Linked DNA regions of Sus scrofa: region 2 is linked to region 1. Evidence: chromatin contacts called from public Hi-C data. All regions are on one chromosome and are shown on one strand. The core of a region is the stretch at or near the end of the contact, and the rest is flanking DNA. Distances in the headings are between cores, read along the strand shown.

Evidence for each region. Hi-C and Micro-C count contacts between places; a contact is called where the count stands out from the background.
Region 2: a contact with region 1 is called in a Hi-C map of liver, with 6 times the contacts expected there. The contact joins the promoter of IGFBP4 here to the enhancer-like site in region 1. A contact is called at or near these places in 4 of 5 promoter capture datasets (fetal liver, fetal skeletal muscle and liver), 22 of 47 Hi-C or Micro-C datasets (adipose tissue, alveolar macrophages, blood and 10 more) and 1 of 2 datasets of contacts at active chromatin or transcription factors (skeletal muscle).

The regions. Positions count from the first base shown.
Region 1 is chr12:21,870,579-21,875,394 of Sscrofa11.1, reverse strand. No RefSeq gene overlaps it. Among named protein-coding and RNA genes, the nearest start is that of CCR7, 16 kb to the right of the region's middle. Within about 2 kb of position 2,119, at least 18 of the 83 cell types and tissues checked have an H3K27ac peak or open chromatin away from gene starts, as enhancers often do. A contact at or near this core is called in adipose tissue, fetal liver and liver, where this site is marked.
Region 2 is chr12:21,977,741-21,982,556 of Sscrofa11.1, reverse strand. It overlaps IGFBP4 (insulin like growth factor binding protein 4), which reads left to right and starts at 2,514. Exons shown (of 4, transcript NM_001123129.1): 1 at 2,514-2,865. The coding sequence starts at 2,514.

The DNA.
Region 1 (4,816 bases), core at 870-3,369:
GGGGTCACATCCCCCTGGGCCGGTGAGGCTCTGTCTTTGTTATTTGCTTTTCCTTCTTCCTAAGTCAGAGCTCGTCGTCCAGGGGGTTTGGGAACAGTGGCTGTACCTAGCACAATGGCTGGCACAAAGGAGGGGCTCCATACATTTTTGGTCGTGAATAAAGAGTTATTTCTTTGGCCCCGTAAAGGAGTGGCCAGAGTGTGGGCTTTGAAAGCCAGCTGGAACTGCCCGAAATCAGGGTAGCAGTGTGACTTCGACAGACTTCCTTAACCCCTCTGAGTCTCAATTGCCTATTTTCTATTTTTCTTCCTTCCTTCCTTCCTTTCTTTTTTTTTTTTTTTTTTCTGTCTTTTTAGAACTGCATCCGCAGCACATGGAGGTTCCCAGGCTAGGGGTCGAATCGGACCTACAGCTGCTGGCCTACGCCACAGCCACAGCCACAGCCACAGCCACACCAAATCTGAGCCATGTCTTCAACCTACACCACAGCTCACAGCAACACTGGATCCTTAACCTACTGAGTGAGGCCAGGGATCGAACCCACAACCACATGTTTCCTAGTCGGATTTTTTTCCATGGTGCCACGATGGGAACTCCATCAACTGCCTATTTTCTAAATGGGACTCTAGGAGTTGCCGCTGTGGTATAGTGGGTTAAGAATCTGGCTGCAGTGGCTCCGGTGGCTGCAAAGGCACAGGTTCAATCCCTGGCCCGGAACAGTAGGTTAGAGGATCCGGTGTTACCTCAGCGGCAGTGTAAGTCACAGTTGTGGCTCGGATTTAACCCCTGGCCTGGGAACCTCTGTATGCTCCGGGTGCAGCCATTAAAAAAAAACAATAATAATAAAAATAAAATAAAATAGGATTCTAGTAGGGATATTGTGAGAATTAAATGGCATAAGATACGATGCTTAGTACAGTGTGTAGCACATGATAACATCCTAAGGAAGCTGTAGTTATTCTTGCTAGCTGTGTTACCGCAGGTGAGTTACACAAGCTCTCTGAACCTCAGTTTCCTCACCTGCTGTCACAGAATTCAGCAGGAGGTGGTGTATCTAGCACAGTCCTGGCACATCATAGGCACTGGGTACCCATAAGCCCGTCCCCACTTCGAACTTAATACAGCCCCTCCCCTCGCCCCGCCTTCTTTGAGGTTCTGTTCTCTGAGGCTCTGTTTCCTGCATCCCTTCCATCACCCTCCACTCCTCGTCCCCCCCGCCCCCCCGCTCCCCTGCTATCACCCGGCTCTGTCTGACTCTCCCAGCAGTGAAAGCTCACAAGCTCCAAGTAGCCCAGGGTCTCCCCAAGGCTATGCGGGCCTGGGTGGGGTGGGGCCCAAACAGGTGTACTTCTTGGACGAAAGCCCAAGTTCTGCCTTTGACGGGATTGGAGGATCCCCAGGGGGGAGGGTCCAGGTCTGTGTCTTGTTCTGGGAGGGGCCGGCCGAGGGATGTATCCATCCGCCCAGAGCCTTCCATCCTTCTCCCACTCCCTTTTCCCTGGACTCCCGAGCTTGCTCACTGGGCAGGTGAGCATCTCTGAAGTGGAGGTGAGCTGAGCAGGTGTGCGGTGGAAAGAGGGGTCGGTGCGGGTGAGCCGGCGGTGTTCAGGGAGTAGGCTGCTGGGGAGGAGGGGTTGGAGGCAGAGTTGGTGCCCCTGTGGGTGGCTTCTGGTGCCTGGCTTGACCCCTGGGCTTTGGCTATGCCCCCCAAGTCCCCCTAGTCCGGGGAGAAGAACGCACGCCTTGGGCTTTGCATGTGATCAGGTTGAGGCTCGGCACCGAGTGCCTTTTGCGTAAACCATACAAGATAAATGTGCCCGCGTTCCCAGGCCTCTTTTTAAACATTGGGAAAGAGGTTGGGGACATTTCATCCGCAGCATCTGCAGAACTTCACAGTGTCAGGTATTTACTCAGACCAATGATCAACTCTTCTGTCCCGAGCAAGCACTGACCTTGGCACCGGGAGGATCCTGGGACCAGTCCTGTTTCCTCTCCTGCCCTCTTGCCCTCCTACTGTCTGACCTTGAGACCTACTGCCTGAGAGGGAATGGGGCCGGCAGCCCCAGGCTAAGCCCGCGGGCACCCTGCCCTGCAGGGAAATGTTTATTTATTCAACGATGAGAACCTGGAGTTCACGCTGTGTAGTGGTCATTGTGACGCATAGAGCAGCCCAGCCAGTGGATTCCCCGGGGATGGGTGAACTACAGACAAAAACAAGGCTATGTTGAAGTCCCTGTTGTGGCTCAGCGGGTTAAGACCCTGACGTAGTGTGTCCCTGAGGATGCAGGTTCAATCCCTCTCATCCTTAGACCACCCTGGCCCTCCTTCCCCCTGCCTTCTGCTCATCACTCAGAATTCCTTCCCTCTCCCCATCTCATCTGCCTTAACCCCCACCGCAGAGGCCAGCTTCCTCTCCCTCCAACAGTTCCCTCTCAATATAGAAATGCAACTGCGACCCCAACTCCCAGAGAAAGCCCTTTCTTGCTTTTTTTTTTGCATTTTTAGAATTAAAGTATAGTTGATTTACAATGTTGTGCAAATTATTTGTTGTACAGCAAAGCAACCCAGTCACATATATATACACACACACACACATTCCTTTTCTCTTTTTTTTTTTTTAAGGCTGCACCGTGGCATATGGAAATTCCCAGGCTAGAGGTCTAATCAGAGCTACAGCTGCTGGCCACAGCCACAGCCACAGCCACGCCAGATCCAAGCCACGTCTGCGACCTACACCACAGCTCACGGCAATGCCGGATCCTTAACCCACTGAGCAATGCCAGGGATCGAACCCACGTCCTCATGGATACTAGTCAGATTTGTTTCTGCTGAGCCATGACGGGAACTCCTATATATTCCTTTTTTTTTTTTCTTAAAAATTTTTTTTTTGATTTATATTTTTTAAATTACTGAATGAATTTTATCACATCTATAGTTGTACAACATTCCTCTTCTTCCGTCTTCCGTCATGGTCTATCCCAAGAGAATGGATGTAGTTCCCTGTGGAGAAGGTCCTTTCTTAGAAAGAACAGTTGCCTGATTTCTTTTGGACTTGCTGCCGTATGTCTTTTGCATTTTGTTCTCCCTGATCTTGTGGCAAAGGTGGGCACTACCGGAGGGGAGAGGGGACCTGGCCACAGGACAAGAGGGATGGGACCTGCCAGAGAAGAGCTAGGCAGTCTGGGAGGAGGCTGGTGTGTGCCAGGGTGGATGCGTAGGGATGTGTGAGTGAGAATAGGAGGGTGGGGGGAAGAGCTCTGGGGCTTGGGAACCCAGGTTCGAGTTTCGCAGTGCCAAGAGCTCGTGAGAGACCTCAGGCAAGTCCTTTCCCTCTCAGGGCCTCAGTTGACTCATCTGCATAATGGGTGGGCAGGGGAGACTAATCTCAAAGCTGCTCCAGCTCGATTTATAAAAATGTATGGGGAAGGAAATGAATTTGGTTTCCTTGTAGTTAGTGGCTTTTTTTTTTTTTTAAGCTATCATTTATTAAAAGTCTTTTTTTTTTTTTTTTTTTTTTTGCTTTTTAGGGCCGCACCCGCAGCATATGGAAGTTCCCAGGCTAGGGGGTGAATCAGAGCTGCAGCTTCCAGCCTACACCACAGCCACAGCCATAGCAACTCAGGATCCGAGCTGCGTCGTCTGTGACCTACACCACAGCTCACGGCAATGCCGGATCCTTGACCCACTGAGCAAGGCCAGGGATCAAACCCGCTTGCTCATGGATACTCGTCAGGTTTGTTTCTGCTGCACCACCATGCGACCTTCTTATTAAAAGTCTTAATAATTACCAAGAACACTTTTTTTTTGTCATGCCCACAGCAAATGGAAATTCCTGCGCCAGGGATCAAACCTGAGCCACAGCAGTGACCTAAGCCTCTGCAGTGACAGTGCTGGATCCTTAACCCACTGTGCCACAAAGAAACTCCCACCACCAACACTTTTGTACAGATTTCTAAGCATTGTATATACATATGAATTCATTTACCCCTCACGACAACCCTTGGAGGTAGGTATGGTGATCAACCCCATTGTACAGATTAGGCAATCGAGGCACAGAGAGTGCAGCTGAGATTCAAACCACGCAATCTGGCTGCCCAGTCCTTGCTCCTCACACCGCACTTAACATTCCAGGCGCGGTGCTACATGTTTGCCAAATGCTGTCCATTCTGCAGTTGGGAAATCTGAGACTCAGAGGCGTTGAGCAACAGCTGAAGGTCACACAGCTGGGAAGCAGCAGAGATGAGATTCACCGCTGGCCGGGCTCCAGAGACTCTGCTCTCCCCCGCCTGCCTCCTGTAGTCCTGCCAGATCCTCAGGCCCCCAAAGCGAGTTTATCTACTATCCCTGGGTTGTAATATCATCCCTTAAAGCAAGTTAGTTCCTCCTTCTGGACCTCAGCTTTCCCAACTAGAGAATAACTGGGGTTGGACCAGCCGATTTTTGAGGTCCCTTGGAGTTCTGCAAGTCTGTGACTTGAGAGGTTGGGGCTTCTGGCCAATATGGCAGATCTGTAGCCTGGGGTTGTTACTAGGGAGGATGGGGGGGCGGGTTGCAGAAGAGGGGCTGGAGGTGGAAAGAAGTGGGGGAACTGCAAGAGAGGCAGCGGGGCCGTGGGGGCTGTGAACCTGGGGAGGTGGGGCAGGGCTATGAAGAAGATGACAGAAAGAGAGAGAAAGAGAGGCCGGGGGAGGAGGAGTGAGGGCCTTCCTTCTTCCCAGCACCCCCACCGCCCACCCCAAATTCAAGTCAGGCATGTGAGAGAACTGGGCGAGGGAGCGGGGAGCAGGTCAGCAAACGGCCAAGGTCAGAGCTTCCG
Region 2 (4,816 bases), core at 1,265-3,764, 110 kb before region 1:
ACCACACTCGAGCCGCATCTGCGACCAACACCACAGCTCATGGCAACACCGGATCCTTAACCCACTGAGCGAGGCCAGGGATCGAACCGGCAACCTCATGGTTCCTAGTCGGATTTGCTTCCGCTGCACCACAATGGGAACTCCTCCACGGACTTAATTTATTCATATGCCTGTGCCTTCACTAGGCAGTGAGCTCCTTGAGGGTGGAGAGTGGTCTTGGCTGTGACAAGATCCCCTGTAGGTAGCACAAAGCCTGCACGCAACAGGTATTCAGGAAAGGTGGGTTGCGTGCCTGGCAGGGAGGTACTTGGAAAGCCTGTTCATGTCCATTTTCCTCCCTGCCAGGAATGATCCCACAAGGTGATGGGGGTGAACTGGAGGATGAATGGGGGGAGGGTTTGCTGGGGTAGCGATATGGGCATCTGTCTCACCTGGAAAGTGTTCTAGATTCCCACACTCACCTGCACTCACGTTTCATGCCCTGGCACCCCTCTTGGCTTCAGTCCAGCCTCTTCTGCCCTTTCTCCTCCGTGTCTCGGACACTTTATCCCTCCCAGGTTTGCTCTCTAGGAGACAAGTCTGGCATGGGATCCCGATCTGATTTTATTCTCATAAGAGCTTCCAGAGGTAGGCTAGGTGGAGATGACCCACCTTCATTTTAGGTAGGGACATTTGAGCTCCAGGGGGTGGTGACCAGCTTCACATAACAAGTTGGTGGCAGCACTGGGTCCAGTAGGTAAAGGAAGGGAAGAGGGCTGGAGGCAGTTTGCAGGGACAGGCTGGGCTTCCCCCAGGGACTAGAGGAACCTGGCTCTCTTTGCCCTTCTGCAAGGCAGACAGGGCAGAAGAGATCTCAGTTGGCCTGTGAGATGGCCGGGAGAGAATCCCAGAGTCTCGTCCCCAGCCCCAAGCCTCCCACTCTTCTGCAGTCTTGACGGCTGCCAGTAGGTGGCGTCAGTTCGCAACTTTTGGTTCCTTCCTCGCAGGTCCAGCCTCCAGCCCCTCTTCCTCCTCTCACCTGGAGCGGGCAGAAAGTAGGAGAAGGCCCCGTTCCTGGGAGACTGAAAGACCCCTGCCCTGGGAGAGGAGGCAGGAAGAGGGCCTCCGATCTGCACTTTAGCGTGGCTGCCCTGCTGCTTTCCAGGTCAAGCCCAAAGAATCCACAGTGGGTCACCAATTATGCCTGGACAGGCGCCCTTATCCTGAAACCAGCTCCAGGGTGGCAGAAATCTTTGTGGGGGAGGGCGGTTAAATCCTGGGGAGACATCTAGGAGGTGAATCCCTGCTCCAAACGCTGCTCAAGAACCCCTCCCAATCCCAGCAGGACTGGGGCCAAAGGTGGGGGATACAGGCGCCAATGACATCTCCCAGGGGGCCTAGCCAACCTTGACACGGGCAACACAGGGTGAATTAGTACCCCTTCCTCAAACGCTTGAGTGCCATCTGCTGGAAAACTGTCACAAGGGCTACACAAATCTACAAGGACTACAGAAGTGGTGCCCCCTGGAGTTGTGCAATGCACAACTTGCACTTGAGAGTGGCGATCTCCTTAGCCACTTTTCCTCTGGGAGGGGGTCTGGGCAGGAGAAGCAAACGTCCAGGAAGAAGGAAGCGTCTTGGCACTTCCCTCTCCGGGCGAGAGTCCTGTTGATGCCATCCTGGGTAAGGCCGAGCGGCCAGGGGCTCACGCGAGTCCTGGGGAGACGGCGGCGGGCAGGGGGAGGTTGGAAGGGGCAAGAAGGCAGAGAGCCTATTAAGCTCTTAGGGCCACCAGGCTTCTCTGGACCCCTCTTCCCCCTCCTCACCGGACCTGATCTCCAGTGGCTGAGACGGGAAGCACTGGAGTGGGGTGGAAGGGGCTCCGGCCGGGGAGAGCGAATCCCCCAGGCCGCTGGAGTCGGGGCTAGGAGGCTGCGCTCTCCGTAGGCGGAGGGCGGGCCGCCTGGGCGGGGCGGGGGAGACGCCTGCAAGGTCGCCGGCGGGGGCCACGGAGCAGCCCCTTCGTTTCCCCTCGCCCTTCGCTGCGCTCCCAGGCTCCGGCTCAGAAGCGCCCTGGGCGCCTGCCGAGCCTTCCAAACTGAGCCGCTGCCTCCCGCGGCAGCAAAGGACTTTCAGATGTTGTAGCGGCGGCAACGGCGGCGGCGACTTAGGACAGCGCCCCCTCCCCCTAACAGCCGCCTCTCCCCCCCGCCCCCTCCCCCACCTCTGGGAAGGCGCTGGGGGTGTGGCCAGGGGCTGGTATAAAGTCCGGGGGAGCTGGTCCCAGGCAGCCGCTCAGCCCCCTGCACCCCCCACCGCCCGCCGCCTGGGCCGGGCCGAGGATGCGGCGCAGCGCCCCCGCGGCCAGGCTCGCTCCCTTCCGGCCCGCTTGCTAACTTCCTCGGCTCCATCCTTGTCCGCCAGCCGGGCCAGCCCCGTGTCCCCGCGCCCTCCGGGTCGGGTCCCTCCAGGCGCGCCGGGCTCTGTCGCCGTGCGACCCCTGCTGCCAGCCGGCGTCCCGTCCTCGCCCGGTCATGCTGCCCCTGTGCCTCGTGGCCGCGCTGCTGCTGTTGGCCTCCGGGCCCCGGCCGAGCCTGGGCGACGAAGCCATCCACTGCCCGCCCTGCTCCGAAGAGAAGCTGGCGCGCTGCCGCCCCCCCGTGGGCTGCGAGGAGCTGGTGCGAGAGCCGGGCTGCGGCTGTTGCGCCACTTGCGCCCTGGGCAAAGGGATGCCCTGCGGGGTGTATACACCCCGCTGTGGCTCTGGCCTGCGGTGCTACCCGCCCCGGGGCGTGGAGAAGCCCCTGCACACGCTGATGCACGGGCAAGGCCTGTGCATGGAGCTGGCAGAGATCGAGGCCATCCAGGAAAGCCTGCAGCCCTCTGGTAAGCTGCCCCTGCCCTTGCACGCCCTCCCTGGGGTCCTCCCCTCTCAGAAGCCCCTTCCCCATTCGGGCTGGCCTGGACGGCTCTTGACAGTCCCCTATGAGTTGACCAGAAGGCAGGAACGTGGCAGGGCCCAACTGGCATGGGACAGGGTCAGCCAAGGAAACTGCTATCAAGTCCCAAGCAGCCTGTTGCCACCGTTAACGGGGACTCTGTCCCATCCCTCCATGTCAAGGGTGCCTCTTTGGGAAGAGGGATATCTCAATGGTAGTCCTGGCTGCTGGTGCCAAGAGTGGAGAATTAAATGACCAGGTCCAGCCCACAGCCTGCAAGCGAGCAGTCTAGAGCCAGATACCTGGAGGATGGGGACGGTGGCAGTGGGGGCTTTCTGTTCCTGATCCAGGGACCTCCACTCACCCTGAACACAGGTGAAACCCGGGGGGTGGGGGGGTGTCTAAGAATCCAGGCCTTGGACTTTTGACATTGAGGTGGGGTGGAGGGGGACATGCAAATTAGAGGGGCTTTGGTGGCGAGGGGACATCAGAATGGCCCTGCCCCCAAAGCCCCAGGCCAGCTCACCTAGCTCTTTGGGGAGTAGTGGGACACAGGGGTTTCTCCGCCAGACCTGGGCACCTCCTCCTGCCTTGGTGCCTTTCTCCTGGTGGGTGCCACCGAGGTGGCAGAAGAGAAGCCAGTCTTGGCTCCCAGCCTGGAGCTGCAGAAACCTAAGGGGACAGGGAGCTGGGCGCGGGGGGGTGGGGGGAAGAGATTTAGAAGGTCCTTTGCCCTAAACTCAGACTTTTCTCTTTTTCCCTTTCTCAGACTTTCAGTTTCCCCTTATAATTCTTTTCAGTCTCTTTCCTTCTTTCTCGAATTCTTTTGTTCTTTCCCGCTGGTCTCTCAACCTCTAGTTTCACTGGTAACGTTCTCGAATTCTCCTCTCCTCAGCATCTCCTGCGTGTTATCAGTATCGTTCCCTATCTTGGTCCTTTTCCGTTTGGGGCCCTAATCGGTCTCTTTCTGTTGCGTTTTCCCCTCCTGGCTCTGTCCCCGTTTCTCTTTCTTTGTTCCTGTCTTTGCTCTGTTCCTTTTGGAATCTCTCTGTCTGCCCTTCTCTACCTCTGCCTCTGTTTCTTGTTGCCTCGCTGACTCTGTCGTGCTTTCCCTGTGCCTCTGTCTGTGTCTGTCTGTTTTCCTGGTGCTTGAAGCCCCCATTGTTGCAGTCCGGATGCTGGGACTCCGGCCCCAAGCTTCCTGCCCCGGGTCCCCGACGGCTCCACTTCCTCAATCCTCTGCAGCTTGTGAGCCAGAGGAGAGCAGGATGCAGGGAAAACAGGAAGGAGGTGGACCCCAGGGGTCTGGGCCTTGGGCCTCTCTGCCCTTCCTGCCCCTGGGCAGTGAGAGATGGGTCAGCAGAAAACGTTCTAGGAGAAGTGCCAGCCTGGCACCCAGCACATCTGGGAAGCTGGTGCATTGGGGGGGGGGTTGTCCGGGAGTGTGTGTGGGGGGAGTCACTGATCCTGGGGCAGAGGTGCCAGGGCCAATGGGAGAGGGGGGTTTCTGATACCAGACCAGCCTGGAAGTGAGGGCTGACTGAGCCCTTGGGCTCCGGGTGCCACGGGTCCACTTTCCCTTTGTGTCTCCATCCTCCACCAGCCAACGGGCATCTGGCACCTGATCAGGATGGCCGGTGTGGGCTCCTCCTCTCTCACTAACTTGAACATGGGGCAGAAGAGCTCTCAGAGGGTCTCGGGAAACCTTTCTTCCCTGACTGGGTGGGAACACCCTATCCTGTGGTGGAAAAAAGCTCTGTCCCCCTAGGAGTTTTGAGGGGAGGGGGCATGGCATGGATGGTTTGTGATTGTCCTGTGGACATCGTGCACACTAGCCTCACAGGTGGCTTTAGGTCCCCTTTGGGTTATGGGGCCCCTTCTCTCTTTGCCTGGGCCCC